Linked DNA regions of Mus musculus: region 1 is linked to region 2. A link is a contact called in public HiChIP or PLAC-seq data. All regions are on one chromosome and are shown on one strand. The core of a region is the stretch at or near the end of the contact, and the rest is flanking DNA. Distances in the headings are between cores, read along the strand shown.

What was found. HiChIP or PLAC-seq counts read pairs in DNA pulled down with a chosen protein or histone mark.
Region 1: a CTCF HiChIP or PLAC-seq map of the NIH/3T3 cell line shows a contact between it and region 2, with 9 read pairs. The contact joins two enhancer-like sites. A contact is called at or near these places in 1 of 15 datasets of contacts at CTCF or cohesin (the NIH/3T3 cell line), 3 of 484 Hi-C or Micro-C datasets (the STO cell line and embryonic fibroblasts), 4 of 115 datasets of contacts at active chromatin or transcription factors (embryonic fibroblasts, embryonic stem cells, fibro-adipogenic progenitors and 1 more) and 1 of 9 other capture datasets (embryonic tail).

Annotation. Positions count from the first base shown.
Region 1 is chr4:95,908,211-95,911,836 of GRCm38.p6, forward strand. The region is part of intron 14 of Fggy (FGGY carbohydrate kinase domain containing); the gene reads left to right. Among named protein-coding and RNA genes, the nearest start is that of Hook1, 57 kb to the right of the region's middle. Within about 2 kb of position 1,946, at least 13 of the 459 cell types and tissues checked have an H3K27ac peak or open chromatin away from gene starts, as enhancers often do. A contact at or near this core is called in the NIH/3T3 cell line and the STO cell line, where this site is marked.
Region 2 is chr4:95,317,185-95,320,625 of GRCm38.p6, forward strand. No RefSeq gene overlaps it. Among named protein-coding and RNA genes, the nearest start is that of Gm32240, 110 kb to the left of the region's middle. RefSeq lists an enhancer at 345-1,550. Within about 2 kb of position 2,162, at least 109 of the 459 cell types and tissues checked have an H3K27ac peak or open chromatin away from gene starts, as enhancers often do. A contact at or near this core is called in the NIH/3T3 cell line and the STO cell line, where this site is marked.

The DNA of each region.
Region 1 (3,626 bases), core at 696-3,195, 590 kb after region 2:
AGTCTAATGATATTACTATATAGAGTTATATAATGAGGGAAACAATATCTCGATCAGAAATCATATGCTGCCAAATAAATCCCTAGTACTAGTAGTGGGTTACAACTTTTTTGAGTCATTGGTTGAAGGAGTCCCATGGACAGCCCCCTCAAACTTTACAGGTGATTACATTACAACAAAATGCTGAGATCCTACTGCTAAATATGGAAGATGGAGAAAAAAGCTTGCTCGTACTCAACTGGAAGCTTCAGCCCTATTGGCTAGCATTCATAGTGCTGGAAAGTGCTGTACATGCTCTCAGAGGAGAAAAGTGATCATAAACAGCACCAAGCTATGAATCCTGTGAGCTATAATAGCAACCTAGTACATTTGCCCACTATTACAGTAGTGGCAAACATGTTATGGGAGTAACCAACCACGTTTATTGAGTTCAAGGCCCATTCCATGAGATACAACCCATATCTGACATAATAAGGTTAAGAGTATACAACTAGATAATTCATGAAGTCTAGGGCAAAACATAGTACTATTTTTCTGTTAAATAATATAGCAATAAAATGATTCTTAATGACATGTTGCTATGCCCATAGATGAGTGCATCACTTAACCCTCATCTGAGTCTTCTACTTGCAATAGATAATTAACATAGAAACAGAGTGAATGGTTCTGGAGTGCTCAGATCTAAGTAGGGTGTCTCTATCATACCCTGACCTAAAGGCTCAGGGATCTATGCAGAAGCAGAGGCAGGGGGAGTAAATGATTTTAAGGAGACAGTATTTTCAGATAGAATGAGGCTGGTGCAGTATGAACTGGCAGAGATAGCAGCACAAGACCTGCATAAGCTCCAGCCAGACAAACCTGAGCTTGGAAAAGGGGGAAGTGGACACAAAGCCCTGCTCCTGGCCAGGAATCAGAGAAGGTGTTTGCGATTAGGAATTGCTGAAAGAGTGAAAACCAGCTTTCTTCAGTGGAGTGATACTGAGTGTATCAACCAGTATCAACCACGCTCCAGGGCAGGCCCCATGATCAGGAATAGCTAACAAAAAAGGACCCCATATGTTTTTGTACTTTGGGTTTGGTTTTAAGATTTATTTCCTTTTACTTTATGTGTATGGTGGCCTTGCCTGCGTGTATCAATCTGTGTATGTGCCTGGTGCCCAAGGAGGTCAGAATAAGTCAGTGAACCTGCAGAACTGGAATTATGGAGGGTTGTGAGCTGCTGTGGGTGCTGGGATTGAGCCTGGATCCTCTGAAGAAGCAGCCATTGCTCTTACCTGCTAAGCCACCTCTTCAGCTCTCTGGTTTCTGTTTTGTTTTAAGAGTGAGAAAGAACATGAAATTGATTTGGCACAGAAGTAGAGAGAAATCTGGGAGGATTTGGGGAAGGGGGAAAAAAAAACATGATCACAATATATTGTGTGAAATTCTCAAAACTCAAGTAATTTTTAAAAACTAAAAATTTATGATATTAGAATGAAGAATTAAATGAAACTAAAAATATTCAATGGACTTGGCCCTCTCTGAAGTCCATAATACTTAGTTAAGAATAGGTTTCAGAACTTGATCTTTCAACTGAAGGAATCAGTGGGTGTTTGTATAGCATTAGCCATAGTAAATACTTTATAAAATACTAGCTGCCACCACTACTACCACTGTTATTGTTGACATGGCCACTGTTTCTTGTACAGCTCACTGCAACACTTTATCACCAGGATCATATCAGTTTCAGTAAACAATAAGTGACTAATTGAGCCTGTTTACATTTTTAGAGCCTATGATCTTTCTGATGTTTTTAGTAAGAAGCCTTAGAAATCAGATAAAAATGAGTCACGTTCACATAAATAGGATGAATTGCTCAATATTCATATTTAGACCCAGTCCTTACCAGTCAGGCTATGTATTAGGACTCTACCCCCAACCTTCTTAACAGGGATAGAGTCGCTCCCCTGTGCTATGATGACCCATGATTAATCAAGATAAAATGTTGTGTTTCCATGAAGTTTAGTGGATGTGTGTTTTGTTGGAATGAGACTAGGGAAACCTCAGAAACTCAAGAGTAACACTTGTTGGATGAAAGTTAATTATGATAGCTCACACAGTGCAAACACAGCCACCCTACCACCCCCACCCCCACAAAACTGACTGCAGAGCTGGCAAGATTTTAGAGATAATTTAAGCAAATGCTTTCACTCTGCAGATAAGTGAGGTCAAGGAATGGGAAAGGTCTTGCTCAGGGTCATACAGATGGTAGTAATTTTGTTTAGTTTGTTTCAAAAAGTAACATGAGCAGTTTCTCTTAACATCAATGAATCTGCCTTTCTCTTTATATAAGCACAATGTAGTGACCATGGTTAAATGTGACCTTGACAGGGGAAAAGAAAGCTTTGAGAATTTTACAGGGTCTCAGAGTCATCACATGGAGGGTAACTGTGATGGCCTCAGCCTAGACATCTCCCTGGTGAGCATGGGCTCCTGAAATGGACCCCATTTTACTCATGACTTGAAGCAAGCTTGTAATTTATTAATTTAGGAAAATCGTGTGAATGCTCTGAACCTGAGCTTCCTCATTTAAAAGGGATAGAGTCCTCCCTCTCCACCCCAGAATTTGACAATCAAATGTACAGTCCTTACATTAAATATACATTTGATAAATTCATCCTCTCAGCTAACTCTTAATACTCTACTAAAAACTGGTGATACATGAAGAAGGCTGCCAAGTGCTTCTGCTTCTGGAAAAAGATGAAGTGAGAGACCTCGTGAAATGAAGTAAAGATTAAGCCAATTAGCAATAAAACGTCAGATGACACTGTGTAGGAGGCTAAGAAACTTCACTGTGTTGTGAAGTTAAGAAAGTGTGATGGTACAGCCACTGGTATTTAGAAGTGGATTGAGTCAAACTCAACACTTGAGGCCAATTAAGGGTGGCCAAAGGTAAGTCTTGGAGAAAGTGTATTTGAAGAGGGAGGCCCTAAAAGAAAAGGACAGTCCTCAAAGATTACTGGGAGAGGTACAAATTGGGAAGGAGCAATTTTAGCATGGTCAGTCATAGCCCGAAAGTTAATATTTCTAGAATGGCTCACTAGGAGGGTAATGAATACAGCAGTGCTGAAAACAGACACAAATTCCATCATGAAGATTTCAGACACTGAGATTTTTACGAAGTCTGAATTTCATCAGAAACTCTTGGTGTTCACTGCAAGTTTTAAGAGGGGAAGAAATTGTGTTGTCATTGTCTTTCAGCTCCTGAAAGGCAAACTCCTTAAACCTTTGGAGTTCTTCAAAATGGTATCTTCTTGAATGCTTGTGAGAAGGTTAATGGCTGGAAAACTATAGATCCTTCAGATTGGGGGATGAGTAATTTTCAGGCTCTCCATTAACTTTCCAAGATAGAGAATAAGGTTCTCTCTATTTTTCTCATCTAACAAATCTCCAAAGGATGGGATTCAGATAGACCCTAGGTTGATGACCACATGCTTGTCATGCAGATTGCTGTGCCCAGAGAGCATGGACCCTTGCTGCATCCTTGTCTTTCTGCATTTCTATCTGCCTAATATTTGTAGCCCTGATAACATATTATTAACAGTAAGTAAACATTTCCTATATTATATGTATCCATTCAAGCAAAT
Region 2 (3,441 bases), core at 912-3,411:
AGCCCAGTCCTTGCTCTGTTCTCAGAGCTGTGCACAGCTGCTCAGTGCTTCCATATAATAGAAAACTTCACTCTTTTTCATGGTATACCCTACGGAAGCAGGGATGGATGGGAGGATGATGAGGTCAGAGAAGTAATAAGGCCCAGACCTAAAGTGCCTTGAATGTCATTGTGAAGGCTGTGGGCTACCTTCTGAGTAGACCATGCTTGCCAGATCAGTGGAGCAAAAGAGACCAGAGAAGTGCCCTGAATTTGATCTTGGTCCTTCTTATTCATTTTTGGCTAACCCTGCTTTGCAATGAATCCTATGTAGACAGGTTAAAAAAAAAAGCAAAACAAAAAACTTTTATTCTTTTTCTGTCTTGAAATGGCATTTATCAAAGTTTTGATTCTCAACTGACCCTTCACAGAAACCACAATTTTTTTAATGCTAGGTGGTCTTGGTGGGAAGGTTTGAGTCCCTGTGTCCTGGGTGAGGCAACTGTCCCTCTCTGTGAGTCAACAAGGGCATTGTTGGGGCTCAGGCACTCTGATGGCATGCTCTCTAACTTTAATTCCTGCTCTTATAGTCCTGAACCCTCCCTCGCCTTTCTCCTCCCAAAGTTCCTCCTCAATGGGCTTGTAAATGTGTAAAGTGTTGAAAACCATGTAGGAGGTTGCAGGGTGGAGGCCCCTGGGGACTGGGTGAGTGATCAACGCCCAGGAGCAGCCTGGGTCCTGGGAGCCTTCGCTGGTCACCACTGAGAGAAGGGCAAGCTCTCCTTGCAAAGGGGCTCTGACAGGCTAATGTAAACCAGATGTGCACCAGAGAGAGCAAGGCCTATTACTAAGTGTTGTGAAATGGCCCAGGGGAGGTAAATAAGCAAAAACAGGCCAGTTGCCTAGCAGCACATACAACAAAACAAGCAGCAGCCCAGTTGGCATTGGACCAGGCAGAGCAGCTTTCTGCAGGGGGCGGGAGAGACAGGGAGGGCTCAGTCTGATGAGACCCAAGGGGCTGGCTCTCCAGCACCTTCCAAACTCCCTGCTAGGTTATTCCTGATCCCCTGGGTACTAGGGTCTGCCATCTGATCTGCTCAGCTTGGCTCCACAGGCACAGTGACTGCTTTCAGTGAACCCCTAAGGGTCCGTGTCAGAATTTCTTAATGGGGGGAAGGAGGAGCTGTACCCACTTCTGAGAACTATAGTCTGACTATATCCATTGAGGGGGTAACAGCAGGGACAGAGCTGCAAAGATCTCCTAAAGGTCCTCAATATTCTTAACATATCCTTCAGCCACCAGTGTTCAATATCCCATGCATCTCTTGAGCTTGTAAACTAATATAAACGGGGCACTGGAATGGCTCCAAGTTAGACAGAATGGATCAAACGAGGCTCACACCTTGTTCTCAAAGGATTGACAGCTTATGGAGATAACCATGATCAAGGAATCACACGCTCAGATGCATGGCTGCAAGTGTTGCTTCATACTTTGAAAGAAAATACAGAGTAGCAAGAAACTGCAAAGCAGTGATTGAGTTTCAATAGTGTGTGAGGCAGTTTGCTTTTCAGAGGAGAAGCTGAGACATGCAAATGATTAGCACTCACCAGGAGAAAGGAGGGGCTGGCAAAGGAGAAAGCTTTGGGACATGAAGGCTCTTTGAGTGGGGGAGGGGTGCTCTGAGACAGTAGGGCTGGAAGAATGTCTGTGAAGTGGGTTGTGAGGTAGAGAAGTAGAGAGGGAACAGGTCACTTGAGACACAGGAGATCACAGAATGATGGAGGATTTAGTCTCAAGTTCAATGAGAAATGAATGGGGTTTATTTACTGAAAACTAATTCAGTAGTGTACGAGTCCTGACTTATTAGTTTCACATTTGTTAAAGATTACTCCTGGGTACAACACGGCCGTCCTGAAAAGGAATGAGAGAGGGGACAGGAAAGTTTGTCAAGGCGGATAGGATTATCAGCAAACTGAAAACAGACAAGTTCATGAACTAGCTCAGGGTCACAGGCAGGGCTGGGATCCAAGCCTAGACTTGCACGGTACCAATCAGGCTAGTGTTTCCAGGTTCCCGATTCTTCTTCAGACCAATTCTACAGAAACTTTCTCACCCTTATCTGACCCTCTGGGGGAGGAGTGCATCCCTTCCCAGCTGGAGGATGAGTAAGCACTGACTGGACTGTAAAGGCCCCGTCAACACTGTAGACAAGGATGCCTTTCTTGCCTGCTACCTAGCTAGCCCTTCCTTGTAGTGGGAGACCACTGTGCCTACTCTCCCAGCACTAGCCATCTTCATCTGTACCTGGCCCTTAGAGAACACCAGCCTGGCAATGTGGTGCTATGAAGAGATTCGGCTTGCAATCAAGCCTGGAGTTTGAGTTCTGGATCTATCTGTCTGTCCTGAGCTTCCCCTTCGAGATGGCTCTGTGTCCTGAACAAGTCACTCAACCCTTGTAATTGGAATAGTAATGCTTGACTTCTGCTATTAGTACCAATAGAAAATATGACTCAAATTCCTTTGCTTCTCCCTTCCCTTCTCCTTTTCCCTCTCCCTACCTCTCATCAAACTTTTTGACAATTTTGCTAGCTTCACTCTGGGCAGTATACCTCCAAGGGAGATCACTGCTGTGCAATATCTCAGGTGGACAAGAACAGGCCAAACTGAAGACTGTCCATGAGATTTGATAGATGACCTCTCTATCCACTGAAGGGCAGAGAGGCCTGAGTCCTGGGAGAGGAGGGGAGTCTACTTTGCAGGGCATCTCTGCTGTCTTAGTTAGGGTTTCTATTGATGTAATAAAATGTCGTAACTGAAAGTAACTTGGGCAGGAAATAATTTATTTCAAGGTTACAGTTCCATGTCACAGCCCATTGTCAAAGGGAGTTGAATAGAAAAATAAAAAATAAAAAAATAAAAAAGGGAAAGGACATGACTACACCTAGGTATGGCAGAGGAGAAAGTTTATTATAGATAAAAGGGAGACATAGCCAGGAACAGGGACATCTGGGAGATTCCAGAGTAGTTATGACCTGGGCCAGGCCACATGGAGAGAAGGTGTGGGGAGGGGAGATCAAGACCAAGAGGCCAAGAAGGTAAAGGGTAAATGAAAAGTCGAGGTAACTAAAAGATTGAATTATATAGGAAAGAGCAGCTGGGGGGAAGGGCTAGGGCTTAGGTTAGATGGAAGGATATGGCAGCCATAACTTGTACCAGGTACTGGATGAGGGATATAGGGAGAGCCTGGTGGCCAGGTTTGCTTTGATATATTGGGTAGGCACTTTAGCCTTTTGTTCTGGGCTTGAGATGTAACAAAAGTCAGGACTGGAACACAAGGCAAGAGCCTGGAAGTAAGAACTGAAGCCGAAAGCATGGAGGAGGGCTTCTTAGTGGCTTGCTCAGCATGCTTTATTTAATCCTGGGACCACCAGCCCAGGGACTGCACTGGCTCCACTGAGCAGA